Regions from separate parts of the Sus scrofa genome. Here regions 2, 3, 4 and 5 are each linked to region 1. Evidence: chromatin contacts called from public HiChIP or PLAC-seq and promoter capture Hi-C data. All regions are on one chromosome and are shown on one strand. Each heading gives the region's core, a stretch centred on a gene start, on an enhancer-like site or on the middle of the called end of the contact. The rest is flanking DNA. Distances are from core to core; before and after follow the strand shown.

Region 1 (2,700 bases), core at 30-2,529:
TCTAGATTCTATCTAGTTTTTTCTTTATATACATGTACTTTTTTCATATTCCATCTAGTTTTCTAATCCCATTTGCCACCATGGTTTCATCTAGATTACTAACACCTTCTCAATAAGTCTTTACTCTTTGTATTTTGTCCCATTTAATCTATTTTCCATATTAGAGCTATAATTCTCTTTTTTTTTTTTGCCCCCCTTGGGGCCACACCCGCAGCATATGGAGGTTCCCAGGCTAGGGGTTGAATCGGAGCTACAGCTGCCAGCCTACACCAGAGCCTCAGCAACACAGGAACCTTGCAGCGTCTGCGACCTACACCACAGCTCAGGACAACACCAGATCCTTAACCCACTGAAAAAGGCCAGGGATGGAACCGGCAACCTCATGGTTCCTAGTCATATTCATTTCCGCTGTGTTACAACGGGAACTCCCTATAATTCTCTTCTTAAACAGAGTTCCCTTGTGGTGCAGCAGATTAAGGATCCAGTGTGGTCACTGCAGCAGCCCTGACCTAGGAATTTCCACAATACATTGAGCCAGGACAAAAAAAAGTAAAATTTACCATGTCGCTTTCCTGCTCAACCTTCAAGACTTTCCATTGTGACTATAAGAAAATCTTAACATCTTCAGCACTTTTTACAAGGCCCCTGTGGGTCTGTCTAGTAACATTCTTTCAGCTCCTGGAATGCTGTAGCCTTGGTGCCTCTTGGCTAAGAACACTCAACTTCATATTGCTTCTTATAGGTCACCAGTTTTCCTTGACTCCCAGATTATCTTGTTCTTCACATCTCATAACACTCGGTAGTCAGCACTCATGCAATTAAATGTTCAAAATGTCTCCTCCATAAACTAAGATTGGGAAGGCAGAAACTACATATGAGTTATTCACTGTTGGATTTCCCAGTCCCTTAAACAGTGCCTTAGCACAACGCCGGCTCTCAATAAATGACTAATGAAATAGTTACATTTACCCTTAATCAATACTAAATTCTTCCCTAATCCCAATCTTCCTTTTGAGAGAAAAGACTAAGCCTTGATCATATCATCTTCAAAAAGTCATTTTTTCAGAGGAATGAATGAATGACTTCAGTTACGTGAGCTGATTATGGGTCAACGGCCTCTTCAAGCGCGCAGATTGGGAAACAGAGAGCTGCAGTAATAGTACTAGGTGTAAAAATCAGAGCAGATGCAGGTCCTGAGCCTAGCAAACATGTGCTACTCGCCGAGCACTGAGAGGGCGGGCACCCGGGAGGAAGATCCTAGGCGGCCGGAACGTGCTCGCGCCCGTGGCCGCCGCAGCCGGCGCGGCGGCCACCCGGGTCTCGGAGCGAGCGCACGTGCGCCGGCCGGACCCAAGCGGAGAGAGCTCCGACACTCGCAGGAAATGGCGGGCGAGGCGTCGTTTAGGGGTAGGGAAAAGCGTGGGGCGAGTCACACCCCAAGAGGGGAGAGCAGAGAAGGAAAGGCTTTCGGGGACGGAAAGGAGAGAGGGAGGATCGTGAGCTAGGTAAGGCGGCCGGACCTAGGCCTTGGGAGGGAAGGGGGCGGGGCGGGACTGGGGGCGGTTAAGCAAAAGCACACTGGGAACCGGTTGCGAGTTTATTCTGAGGTCCGGGTTGGAAGTGTTCACACCTGGAATCAGACGTGGGCGTGGGTGGAAGGTGGGGCTCCACTCAGGACAAAGCCAGGCCCTATACCGGCTCAACCCAACCACACCCGCACTTCCTCCTTCCAGAGCTGGCGCCCTCGGCTCCGCGAGCGCCAAATCCTCTCCGTTAGCTCCGCCCTGCCACTACAAGAGGGCGGGTGGGGGCGTAGCTCAGTGGGTCGGCGCTCAGTAGGCGTCCGCGTCAGCCGGAGCACGACGCGGTGACGCAGCACGTCGACGTAAGTGACGCGCAAGCCCGGGCCGCTCCTCCTTCCCTGAGTGAGTGCCGGCCCGGTCGGGGCGGGGGAGAAGAGGGAGGGCGGGGGAGGGAGAGGCGACCCGGGAGTCGTTGTGGGCCGCGGGCCGGACCGGGTCCCGGGGCGGTGGAAGCCAGGGCCGGGCCGAAGGGCTTGGCGGGCCGTTAGAGGGCCGCGGCGGCTGTCGGGTCCCCTCCCCTGCCGGACTTGCGCGCCCCAGCGCCCGGAGCCTCCGGCGCTGTGCCCACCCCGCTCCAGCTCGCGTCTCCCGACTCCAATTAGGTCAGGCTCGGAGTCCCGCGGCCGCGGCTCCGGCGCCCTACGCGCGGCGGCCGCCCGGCTCGCCTTTCTTTCTTCACTCGTTTTCCTCTCCTCTTGCCTCACCCTCCCCCCTTCTTTTCACGTTGCTGGGTTTTGTTTTTTTGTTGTTGTTGTTTTATGCTTTAGGGGTTTTGTTCCTCAGCCCGAGCTCATGAGTGTACATTATCATGCTCCTCTTTTGTAGAGCAACCCGACGGCCATGGAGGCCGAAGAGACGATGGAATGCCTTCAGGAGTTCCCTGAACATCATAAAATGATCCTGGACCGATTGAATGAACAGCGAGAGCAGGACCGGTTTACTGACATCACCTTGATTGTCGACGGTGGGTACGGTGGTGGGCTGAGGAGCGAATTGTGGCTTCAGTTCTCATCTCCCTTTCCTCCACCCGCCTTTTTTACCCACCTTCTAAGGACTCTGTATCTAAAGTCTGCGGGGGGTGTGCACTTAAATGTCCCCTCACGGTAGACCATGCTGC
Region 2 (2,916 bases), core at 34-2,533, 280 kb after region 1:
ACTGTATCCCTGGCATTTAAAACAGTACTTGGCCAATAATAAAGACTGCAATAAATATTTATTATAAATATGTATTTAATGATAAATATATATGTAATGTATAAGAATATATTAGTGAATTTTAAAATTCTTGTTCCTCCTGAATTTGTAATTTGAGTTAATGGCATCTCAATGTTAGCAATATTTGACCTAACACTGTTTTCCCTTTTTTTTTTTTTGGTCGTTTTGCCATTTCTTGGGCCGCTTCCGTGGCATATGGAGGTTCCCAGGCTAGGGGTCCAATCTTCCCAGGCTAGGGGTCCAATCGGAGCTGCAGCCGCCGGCCTACACACCACAGCTCACGGCAACGCCACATCGTTAACCCACTGAGCAAGGGCAGGGACCGAACCCGCAACCTCATGGTTCCTAGTCGGATTCGTCAACCACTGCGCCACGACGGGAACTCCTCCTTTATACCTCTGTAACAAGTCCTGTTGATTTTGTACCTCACTCTCATAAATGCGGCTCCTCCGTTTCTATTTCAGGTCATCACCTTTACCCTCTACTCGTGTAAACTCTTGGGACCTTTTCCTAGTTTTTCCCCTCTCCAATTCATTTCCAGTATTGCCTTCATAGGTAACTTTCCACAACCAAGACCGTATCAACCACTTTACATCATTTGTTTACATACTTGTTAAAAGTAAATATTCATAGCAATCAATATATTTATATTGCAGCTACATGTACCATAGATATATTTCAGAAAAAAAACGGTGCAGATAAACAGTTGGGAAACATATTTTCTGCTATCAATTGGAAAAAGGTCTCTCTCTTTAGACAAGTTTGTTTTTTTTAACAGCTTATTGGGGGTATAATTGTTGTTTGGATTACTTAAATAACCAAGCATACACAAGAAACAGTGGAATGTCTGAAGTTCCTGGCATATCATAAACATAATCCGACTCCAACCCACATTTCCAGCCTAATTTCTACTGTCTTTTTCCTGTGGTGTTTTCAACAGCTACCACATTACGCCCGCGTATGTTTATCGGTCAAAAAGCCACAAGGTTGCTCCAGACATCAACGGGAATCTCATTTTTTTAAAATGCGATGTCTTGTTACAGAAAAAGCCTCACTGAAATAACAACCAAAGTCTTGGACTCACAGAGAAAGGAGCTCTGAACCGAACAATCCTGGAAACAAGGACAATCAACGGCCCTAGCGCTTTACTTTGCCAAAATGCTCGAAGTCGGCGTCGGCGCCGGCCCACGCCTGCTTCTCGAGTAATAGTTTTTGAATCTGACAAATTACCAGTAGGTGATGCTTCTCGACGAACGAATACAATCATAACCGAGAGGAATAAGGCCACAGGGAGAGTGTTTGGAGGTCTTTCGCCAAGTCCGAGGAGCGGGTGAGCAAAGGCAGCTGGCGACAGAGAAAGCAAAGGCCAACAGCTGAGATTCAAACCTTGCCGCACCAAAGAAAGCCGTTTAGCCTTACAAAGGAAGACCGGAAGTCCTGACCTGACCGCGCCCTCCGCACGCAACGGAGGGTGGGACCGGAAGTAGGGAGGCGGAGTCCCAGTCCGGAAGCTGGTCGACTCCTCTCCGGTTTTCATTTCTGGTACCCACCCTTTCCCACCTGGTTGCGATAAAGCCGGTGAGGACCAGCATTCTGATGGGCTAAGCGAGATAACAGCAAGAGTGAGCCTTGTGGAGTGATGTTAATTTAAATAATCTAAACAATTAGACGTCAATAAGCCATTGGAAAAAAAAATTGGCAAAAGATGGAGACCTCTGCTTTTCCTAGTTTGGTGGCAGAAAATGTCTTTCAGGAGTTCCCGTCCTGGCTCAGTGGTTAACGAATCCGCTAGGAACCATGAGGTTGAGGGTTTGATCCCTGGCCTTGCTCAGTGGCTTAAGGATCCAGCGTTGCCGTGAGCTGTGGTGTAGGTCGCAGAGGCGGCTCGGATCCCGCGTTGCTGTGGCTCTGGCGTAGGCCAGCGGCTACAGCTCCGATTAAACCCCTAGCCTGGGAACCTCCATATGCTGAGAGAGCGGCCCAAGAAATGGCAAAAAGACAAAAAGAAAGAAAATACGTCTTTCAATTGTCTTTGCACCTTTAAACGTTTTTTTAAAAATAGCAAGTGGAGGTGTCTGCTATATTTATTTATTGCCATTAAAGCAAATATTTATGAAGAGCCTGCTATGTGCTAAGCATAATGGGGATAAACGAGGGAATGAGACCTAGGGTCGAGGATGAGGGCTAGAGATTAACTGGAAAGAAACAACTAGACAATAATTCGATCACATTTATGGTAAGTGTCCTTAAGATAAAACACAGAGGTTTGTGAGAGCATGTAGTGGGCAGATCTAACCCAAGCTGAGGTAATATTTCCACTGAAATTCAAAGGATAAGTAGGCGTTAGCTAGGTAGAGGTAACAGCCTGTGTGAAGGCCTTTAAGCCCAAAGGAAAGATCTGGTACCTTAAGAGGGCTGAAAGAAGAGTTTCTGCTCTGTTGCAGTGGGTTAAGAATCTGATTGCTGGGGCTCTGGTCCCCATGGGGGCTTGGGTTTGATCCTCAGCCTGGCGCAGTGTGTTAAAGGATGTGGCATTGCGTAGGTCATAGCTGTGGCTGGGATTCAATTCCTGACACCAGGAACTTCCATATGCCATGGGTGTGGCCATGAAAAAAAAGGGGAGGGGGTGCTGAAAGAAAACCATTTGGTTAAAACTGATTAAAGAGGGAGAAAGTCTCTTCTTAGGGGAGAGAGGCCTGCAATGGGGCCATTGACATATGCAATACAGATTTATGAATTATGGACTTTATCTTAAAAGCAGTGATAAACTATAAGCAGGGCATTAAGCAAAGATGGCAGCACCAAGTGATGGGGAGAAACGTAACTCCTTAAATTTATCTCCATTTAAAAAAATCT
Region 3 (2,953 bases), core at 445-2,944, 320 kb after region 1:
AAATTCAGGGGCATTCACAGACAGCTTTGACATTAATACAGGAGCTACCACCACCTGGGGTTTAGCCATTGCTGACTCCAAATTCTGCTGTGGGATGTTATCCTGTGAATTAGGTGGAGCTCTCAGGGGCCTCGTTTGTTCTGAGAAAGGGGAAAAAAGGGGGTGTTAAGATGCATTCATTCCTTTGCATAACAACTTACTATATAATGAAAAGCCATCTGAGTAGGGCTGGTTTTTAAGTTATACAAGAACGATCAGGAAATGTAAGGTTATCGCCAGAATATGTACAGAGCCTGCAAAAAGGAACAATAGACTTGCTTTAGTTCGTTTATGAACATACCTGCTTCCTAAATGAACGCTTCAGGCTTATTTTTTCCTTTTTTCTTTTCGAAGGAGTCGGTTAAAAAGAGGTGGCTGCCCGCCTCAGGCCTCCCTCTCGGGGGGCTGGGGAGGGGGAGGCAATTTTTACTTCCTCCCGGGACAGCAGAACTCGGGGACAGCGCACCGGGCCCCTCCCCCAGCCCGGGCGCACAAAGAATTCGATCCGCCACCCTCCAAACCCCGTTCCGGGCCCGTCCCCACCCCGCAACAACCGGGCCCTTTGGGGAATGCTTTCGGGGAACCCGAGGGAGGAAGACGGCGCGCCGACTTCGGGCGCGCGCGGAGGGCCTGGGGAAGCGTTGGCCCTGGAGGACAGGGTCCCCTAGAGCGGCTCCGTACCTGGGAGCGCCCCGGGCCGGGGAGGCCGCTGGGGGCCGGCGGGGACCTCGCACTGGGCCCCTGGCGGCGGGGCCGTCCTGGGCTGGCGCAGCGGCGGTGGCTGCAAGAAGCCCGGGGCTTTGGGCTGCGGCGGCGGCTGGTGCCGCGGCCGCTCAGCAGGCCCCGCTCCGTTCGGGAAACCGCCGCCCTCAGGCCCGCCCCCTCCGCGGCCCAGGCCCCGGCTCCGGCCCCGACCAGCACCTGGGGCCCGATCGAAACCGTCCGACATGCTCCTCCTCCTCCTCCTCCGGGGGCCGCTGCCGCTGCGCTCTGGAGAGGACGCGGGGGGAGGCGCCGCGGGCCGGCTCTCGCCGCCGCGCTCACTCGGGCCTCATGGAGGAGGAGGACTCTGGGCCCTGCTCGGCTCCCCGCGCTTCGGGCGGGGCGGACGGCAGCTGGAGCACCCACGGAACCCGCCGCTCCGGAGCGCCCGCCCCCCTCGGCTACCCTCAGCTTTTTCCGATTCTCCCCCAAAACCCGGCTCCCCCGCCTTCGGTGCGGCGGGGGCGAAGGCAGGTCACAGCGGCCCCCCGCGGCCCGGAGGCCCCGGGCACGCCCGCCGCAGCTCCTCCCGTTCCCGGCGGGCGGGCTGCCGCGGCCCAGCAGGCCGCCGGACAAGCGGCACCTAGGCCTTTAGATAGCCCTGCCCGCCGCGGGGGCATCCCGGCAAACGGAACCGGGCTGGGGGCAGAGAGGGGCGCTTACCCCTGAAAGGGTCTGCTTACTCGGTGGTTCTCAGGAGAGAAGTGCGAGACTGACGGTTGATGCCGGGAAAATAAAAATACGGGGGGAGGGGGCGTGAGCCGGCGCCAGGGTTCGCGGACGCGCACCTCCGTGGGCGCGCAGGTGTGTTCAATGACCCGGCGCCGGCGAGACCCGAGGGTTGGTCGGGAAGGGGGCTCTGGAAGCTCTTTGCCACCCGCAACGTTAGCCGCGGGGGGGGGGGGGGAAATAGGAACGGAATCTAAACATGCCCCCCCGCCCACGTCCTTCTCAAGTCCCAGTATTTATCATGGTAGGTCACGCTGGGGCCAAGCTTGACTCTCTTCCCTTTTTTCATCCTCTCCAGAAATTTTAAGAAAACACGCTACCTTTCAATAAAACTCCCCTCTTTTTCATCTTCTACCACTGCTGTCCAATCAAAATATAGTGCGGGCCACAAATGCAAGCCACTTACGTAATTATACATTTTCTAGAAGGCACATTACCCGAAGGAAAATAAAAACAGGTGAAATTAATTTTGATAATATATTTTACTTAGTCCAATAGATCCCAAATGGTATCATTCAAAACATGTAATTAAAGATATTAATGAGGAGTTCCTGTTGTGGCTCAGTGGTAATGAAGCCGACTAGGATCCAAGAGGATGCTGGCTGGATCCCTAGCCTTGCTCAGCGGGTTAAGGATCCAGCCTTGCTGTGAGTTGTGGTGTAGGCTGCAGACTCCGCTTGAATCCCAGTTGCTGTGACTAAGTGGGCAGCTGCAGCTTTGATTGGACCCCTAGCCTGGTAACATCCATATGCTGCTGATGCAGTCCTAAAAAGAAGGAAAAAGAAAGATATTAATAGATATTTTCTCTCTTTTCATATTAATCAAAATCAGTATACTTTGCATTTCCAGCATATCTTTCTCGGGATTAGGCACATTTCAAGTGTAGTGGCTACTGCACTGCACAGCAAAGTTCTAGACATTATGTATAAGTTAGTGTGTGTGTGTGTGTGTGTGTGTTTAAGTCAAGTCTGACAGTGCTAAAGCCAAATGAGGGATGATATAAGTAATGAAAAGGAGAAAAAATATTTCTTAACTGTTAGACTGAAACATCTTCACAAATTCTGTGTTTTAAGCAAGGCTTACTGCTTTTCAATCTTGTTAAGCTTGAGAATAATTTCAGTTAAGAATAAAACTTCTTGTTAACCATTTTCTTGCTAATAAAGAAAACATTAACGTCTTCACTTAAATGAAAGAGGAAAATGGCTTTAATGAAGGCAGTCATGAATAAATGATTCATGCTGTTGATTGGTGGCAAAAACAATGAAGCCAGGGAAGGAAGCTAGCAAGAAGTGTGGTGCCTTGGTGTTGAGAAAGCATGTAGGATTCAAAATAGGTCGAAGTTCTGGTCTGGATCCTGGTGGTGCCCCTTAATGCCTATGTGATCCTGGGTAAGTAAAGGAGTTAGTTCCACTGAGCCTCTTTC
Region 4 (2,700 bases), core at 170-2,669, 340 kb after region 1:
AGAATGAATTTTTAAAATTACCGTATACTTACTACTTAACAGAAAAAGTAAAAATCAATATATCATCTTCGGATTTGTTCTCCTGTGATATAATCCCAAATAAGTAAAAGTAAATAAGCCATTGAGCATTTATTTAAGCTAGGGTTTCTCAGACTTAGCATTATTGATGTTGGGGATCCTGTGTTGTAAGGGGCTATCCTGTGTCATGTAAGGTGTTTAGTAGCCTCTACCCATTGGATGCCTCCCATTTTAAGCTGTGATAACCAAAATGTCTCCAGACAATGTGGGACAAATTGTCCCCACCTGGGAACCAATTTGTTAAGCCTTGAGAGAAGAGGCAAACACTTGCCTCCTTCCTCCCCATGTGTTTTAAAACAAGCTTAATCCCCACCCCCCCAGTTTTATTGAGATATAACTGACATACAGCACTGCATATGTTTTAGGTGTATAGCATGATCTGACTTAAATATTTTGTGAAAGGAGCTTAGTTTTAATCAATTACTTAATCAATTGCTCCTTATCAATTACTCCTGGCTCGCTGTACTTTCAGTATCTTGAACCTGTCTCTAAGGTTGCACTTATCACGGTTCATTATTATTTTAATTATTATTATTTTTTCTGTCTTTTGTCCTTTTAGGGCTGCACCATGGGCATATGGAGGTTCCCAGGCTAGGGATCCAATCGGAGCTGTCGCTGCTGGCCTAGGCCAGAGCCACAGCAATGACAGATAGGAGCCGCGTCTGCGACCTACACCACACCACAGCTCAGGGCAACCCTGGATCCTTAACCCACTGAGCAAGGCCAGGGTTTGAACTCACAACCTCATGGTTCCTAGTCAGATTCGTTTCCCCTGCGCCACAGTGGGAACTCCCATTATTATTTTAAAACATGGGGCTGTTTCCTTTCCTATCTGTGAACTCTTCCAGGACTGGACAGTGTTTTTTACCTCATCTGGATGCAGTAGGAGTCCGTGAATTAAATGACCTTTGTGTTGGTTAAACACAAGAAACGTTCTCAAAGTAAGGGTTTCCCTGGAGTTTTTCCCTTTAAGGATGTGGAATATCTGTTTTGTCTTATACCCTGAGATTCATAATTTTTAAACTCACTTTAAATATTTCAATTAAAGTGAAAAAAGCAGTGACCCTTCTTCTGACACTTCATGATGACTCAGCTTTGGGTAGATGAACTAATTTATACTCTAGAATTTATTCCTCCCACTTTTAATCGGAAGACACCTGCAGACCAAGTAACAGAAGTCATCACGTTCTGGAGCCAGTAATTTTGCCGAAATCAGCCTAGGCCCGAGCAGGGGGCTCTCCAGCACCTGGATATTAATGCTAATTGAAGCCCATGGCTTTATATGGGCGGGCTGTTGGAAGACCAGCACGCAGATTGTGTTAATTTTTGGGCCTTGCATCCTTTCAGAGGAATTTAACTCCACCTCTCCGTCCGGAATGGAAAAATAACGCCCCTATTCCCGCCTTTCACCACCTCCTGGCCTCCTCCCACTTTTCTTTTGGTCCTCTCTCGAATCAGAAGTTCTGATTTTTCCTAAAGTGCCACAGGAAAGTCAGGTACCCAAAGTGGAGTTCTGTTATCTTATTTGTTTTGGTGGGCCACTGGGAAGAAAATCACACTTTATAACTGGCTCTCCAGGGCTGGGTGAACAAATGCAGTCCTGGAAACTTCGGCAGCAGCTTCGGGCCAGGTTTGATTGACAAGGACGGGCGAGGGAAAGCGCGGAGGCGGGGTGGGGAGTGGGGGCTCAGGTCCAGCCCAAGACAAAGAGGTTTTTGGCTGCCACCGAGAAGCGGGAAGCGCCCCTCGGGGTAAGTGGCCTTTGCGCCCTAAAGGGAGTTTCGTGAGGTCACTCTCTCGTCTGGAAAGATGGTGAGCGGGCAGGCGGGCAGAGGGGGCCGGGAGCAAAGACGGGCCTGGCGAGGAAGGGGCGCTGGGCCGGGATGGGGGCTGCGCCGCTGTCACGTGGCCTCTGCAGCTAGAGTTAGGGCTGTTCTTCCGGGTTGGAAGGTTGGAGGCGTCGCGCCGGCGGGCTGGAACCCGGGTCTGCCAGCACGGCGTCAGCTAGCGGCCCGCGGCCGCGGGGACTTCTCGCCAAGGTGAGCAGCGCGGCGCCGGCAACCCAGGCGCGCGCCTGGGGTGCAGCTGGGGAAGGGGCGCGGGGTTAGTCCCAAGGATCCCGGCCCCTACCGGGAAGGTGACCTGTCAAGGACCGCAGTGGTGCGGGGTCGGCAGTGACCCCGGCACCGGGTGCACTCCGGCGCCTGCAGGCCTAGAGCCTTGGGCCGGGAAGGAGAACCTTGCCTCGAGGGCACCCTTTCTTGTCTCAAGTGGGGGCGACGTGGAAGGTAGTGGGGTGGCGGATTCGAGAACTGGATCTTTGCAGAGAGCAGGGAACGAGGCGTCAGCTGTGCAGGTGCAGATTTTGGAGCTTTGGGGGGTGGCGGGAGTTGCATGGGGTGGTTTCAGCCTGAAAGATGGGAGGAAGGGGGGAGGTCATAGAGGACTTTCGGTAGAGGGTGCATTCAGAGAGTTGGCAGCTGGACGCCCGGAAGTGTGCTTGAACCTGGAGGAAGTTTGGGGTGGATGACACAGGAGGTGGCGAGCGAAATTTGTGAGTTTATGTTGGGGCAGGTAGTTAGGGCAAGTTTCTTTGGGTCGAGAAGGGGCCCCGGGCTGGCA
Region 5 (2,892 bases), core at 306-2,805, 270 kb before region 1:
GGCCATGTTTGGACTAACTCTAGGCAATTTCTTAGCATAGTTCTTATACTGAGGACATAATTATCCTTATTATAGCTACCATTTGTTAAGCATTTATAGAACGACATGCTGATGGCACTAAGCACTTTTTAATATCATGTCAGTCAGTCTTTGCATCTATGTGACAATTATCCCCTTTGCAATTGAGAAAATTACAGCTAAGAGAGAGAGCTTAGGCATCTTGCCCAAGTCCGCACAAGTACTGAATCACAGGAGAAACTGGATTCAAACCGGTTCTGCTAATTCCAAAACAAGACCTCTTAGCTACGGTTTTTAGACAGGTCAACTTTTAATAGCTCTAGGAGCCAGGATTTTTGCCCTAAGATGACAAAGAGAATGTCAAAATTATTCAAGATGTTTTGTTTCTTACTAGAATGGCTAGATTTCTCTGCTTTCTGGAATACACTTGGCACCGTCACTTTGCCATACAGTATACCATTCCGAATGGCTGAATAGTGAATATAAATGAAAAGGTTCTATCACGTATTTCTCATTTTTTTTTTAATGAAAAATAACTAAAGCCATTGGCAGAGGATAGTGGATTATATTCAGATTTTCCTGTCACTGAATCAATAGGCTGTTCGGCTTTGTTTTCGTGAGCTCATTTTTTACATAATAAACTTCTGATTGATTACAGCTGTCAGGCAGCTGTATAAAATAGTGACAATAAATAAGAAAATTAGATTTCCTGGAAGGCAGTGCAATAACAATTAAAATGTAGTTGTGAATTTCATTAATCTCACCACTTTCAATCACAAAACCTAGATTTGTTGGCCACATACAGACTTACATTTGTTTAAAATACCCCATCAGAAGGCAAAGTATGCACAATCTTTTTCCACCCTCTTCCCCTGAATTTCAGACTCCCATCTGAGGGTCCCACCTCACTCACCTGAAAACCACCTCACATTTAATCACAGACCACCTGATTCTGACACAGGTTTAACTCTTTCCAGGGTGATCATTTCCACACAGTGAACCAAACCTGCCCTCCCCTTTTGCTGCTGTTCTTTAATGCGAAACTGCTCACAATACCCTGGACGTTTCTACAGCACTGTGGAATGGCCATATTTCAGTCCTTGCTCTTCAAACCCATGGGCTATTTTTCCCCTTAAAGCTCTCACTCTGCCTTTCGTGGGAGATACGTAAGCGTGAACATACAATATTGCCCGTAAGACAGCACAACTTTTTGCAAAGTAAAAGTGTTCGATTTCTCCAGCCTCCATTGCCCCCATCTTCATCCTTAGCTGTGCAGAAGGCAGGGCAAAAATTAGCAAGAATTGTCAATGTGCCCACTGCCGGAGTTTAGACTCTTTTGTTCTTTCTTCAGTATTACTTTTATTTTCTTTACCAATCTTTTTTTTTTTAAATCTATTCTAAGGACAGAAACATTTTATCAGACTCAAAAATCAAGTTATTTACCAAACTCTCAAGGAATCAATCATGAAAAACACAAAGTTCCTACTTACACGACCCCTTCCGACTAGCTTGCTTCCTTTCTCTTTGCTCAGCTCGGCAGCTCCACAAAGCCACAGCCAGAAACTTGGATATTTATAGTCCTGTTGTTTACCTCACTCTTCAGTCATAATCCAAAGTTCAGTGCCCGCTCAGGCGGTGACCTTGCAAGCAGAGCAAACCCCTGAAATGATTCTTATAATCAACTTTTTAAAAAAGTAGTAAGCACTGCCAGGCATAAAATGGGGAGAAAGTTTTTTGGCAATTACAATTTTATTCCCTATCCTTTTCAGTCACCCCAGTGTCTAGGATTTAATGGTACAGTCTGGGGCGGGAGGAAGGGCTAAGGGTAAAGAAGGCCTCCAAGTCATGCTCTTTTCCAAACTATAATAGGGAAAAACATTTGCTGAGCCAGCAAGTTAAGCTGCCGCTTTAAAAAAAGAAAAAAAATTTTTTTCTTCTGTTTGTAGTGGCCAGGTGCTAGCCTAACCCAAACTGTGAGCTTTGTCAGAAAAGTCATCTGCTCTTTCAAATCTTTCCTGTCTCCTATTGGTACAGATCTGCTAGGATTATTTTGCAGTGTTTAAAACCTGAATCTCTGTGGAATCTCACAGTATCTCTGCTCCTTTCTTTTTCATTTGAGGAAATGAATAAGGAAATAGGGAGGGAAACCAGGCCTCATTCTTCTCATCACAGAAGTCCTGCTCCCTGGAAGATTTATGGATCTGACAGAAATTTTTTAAGTATTAAAAAAAAAAAAAAACACTTTACAAATTTAAATACCACACAAATACAAGTTAGCTGTGATAGTGGCTAGACAGGAAACGGGTATAGAAATTCCAAAATGTAAAACTAAAATTGAAAATTCCTTCTCTTTCAGAAGTGGATAAAGTCTTTCCACCAATGGCTACAAATGAGCACACACATACCCCCTCTGTGATGCGTAAGGGCAGGAGCAATGTCAAATGATATCAGCCCTGGATGGTGATGGTTTTCAAGTAAGCCTTGCTTTCACTATGGATGCATTTTTGTGCAAACAAACTCCTATTGATTGCTGCAAGCTGGGTTCTATTGTACAAGATGCAGGAAGTACAAAGAGGCTCAGATGGTTATCTATGCTATAAAGAAACATACTGTCGAAGTAGAAGCCTGGCATTTGAAAGCCAAATTCTATTTCCTCACACTAAGCAGTTGATCTTAACCTTTTGAGGTCCCAGATCCCTTTGAGAATCCAGTGAAATGTTTAGTTTTTCCCCAGGAAAAAAAAATACACCTATACATAGCTTGCTTTTTAAAAGAATCTTGTGGGGGGGTGGGAATTGTATAAAGCAGATGATCCTATGGTTCATTTTCCTGACAAATTTATACAGTCACATTGGGTCCATCTGTAACAGAAAA

The links. Promoter capture Hi-C pulls out the DNA fragments that hold promoters and counts their contacts. HiChIP or PLAC-seq counts read pairs in DNA pulled down with a chosen protein or histone mark.
Region 2: an H3K27ac HiChIP or PLAC-seq map of alveolar macrophages shows a contact between it and region 1. The contact joins the promoter of C16H5orf34 here to the promoter of ZNF131 in region 1. A contact is called at or near these places in 1 of 5 promoter capture datasets (fetal liver) and 2 of 2 datasets of contacts at active chromatin or transcription factors (alveolar macrophages and skeletal muscle).
Region 3: a contact with region 1 is called in a promoter capture Hi-C map of fetal liver, with 3 times the contacts expected there. The contact joins the promoter of PAIP1 here to the promoter of ZNF131 in region 1. A contact is called at or near these places in 1 of 5 promoter capture datasets (fetal liver), 2 of 47 Hi-C or Micro-C datasets (liver and skeletal muscle) and 1 of 2 datasets of contacts at active chromatin or transcription factors (alveolar macrophages).
Region 4: an H3K27ac HiChIP or PLAC-seq map of alveolar macrophages shows a contact between it and region 1. The contact joins the promoter of NNT here to the promoter of ZNF131 in region 1. A contact is called at or near these places in 2 of 2 datasets of contacts at active chromatin or transcription factors (alveolar macrophages and skeletal muscle).
Region 5: an H3K27ac HiChIP or PLAC-seq map of skeletal muscle shows a contact between it and region 1. The contact joins the promoter of SELENOP here to the promoter of ZNF131 in region 1. A contact is called at or near these places in 2 of 47 Hi-C or Micro-C datasets (fetal skeletal muscle and skeletal muscle) and 1 of 2 datasets of contacts at active chromatin or transcription factors (skeletal muscle).

Annotation. Positions count from the first base shown.
Region 1 is chr16:27,812,695-27,815,394 of Sscrofa11.1, forward strand. ZNF131 (zinc finger protein 131) reads left to right here and starts at 1,280. Exons shown (of 7, transcript XM_021076671.1): 1 at 1,280-1,505; 2 at 2,409-2,547. The coding sequence starts at 2,424.
Region 2 is chr16:28,092,923-28,095,838 of Sscrofa11.1, forward strand. It overlaps C16H5orf34, which reads right to left and starts at 1,284. Exons shown (of 14, transcript XM_021077011.1): 1 at 1,145-1,284.
Region 3 is chr16:28,132,602-28,135,554 of Sscrofa11.1, forward strand. It overlaps PAIP1 (polyadenylate-binding protein-interacting protein 1), which reads right to left and starts at 1,695. Exons shown (of 11, transcript XM_005657616.3): 1 at 1,465-1,695; 2 at 1-140. The coding sequence starts at 69.
Region 4 is chr16:28,155,773-28,158,472 of Sscrofa11.1, forward strand. NNT (NAD(P) transhydrogenase, mitochondrial) reads left to right here and starts at 1,420. Exons shown (of 22, transcript XM_021076996.1): 1 at 1,420-1,574.
Region 5 is chr16:27,546,308-27,549,199 of Sscrofa11.1, forward strand. SELENOP (selenoprotein P) reads right to left here and starts at 1,556. Exons shown (of 5, transcript NM_001134823.1): 1 at 1,509-1,556.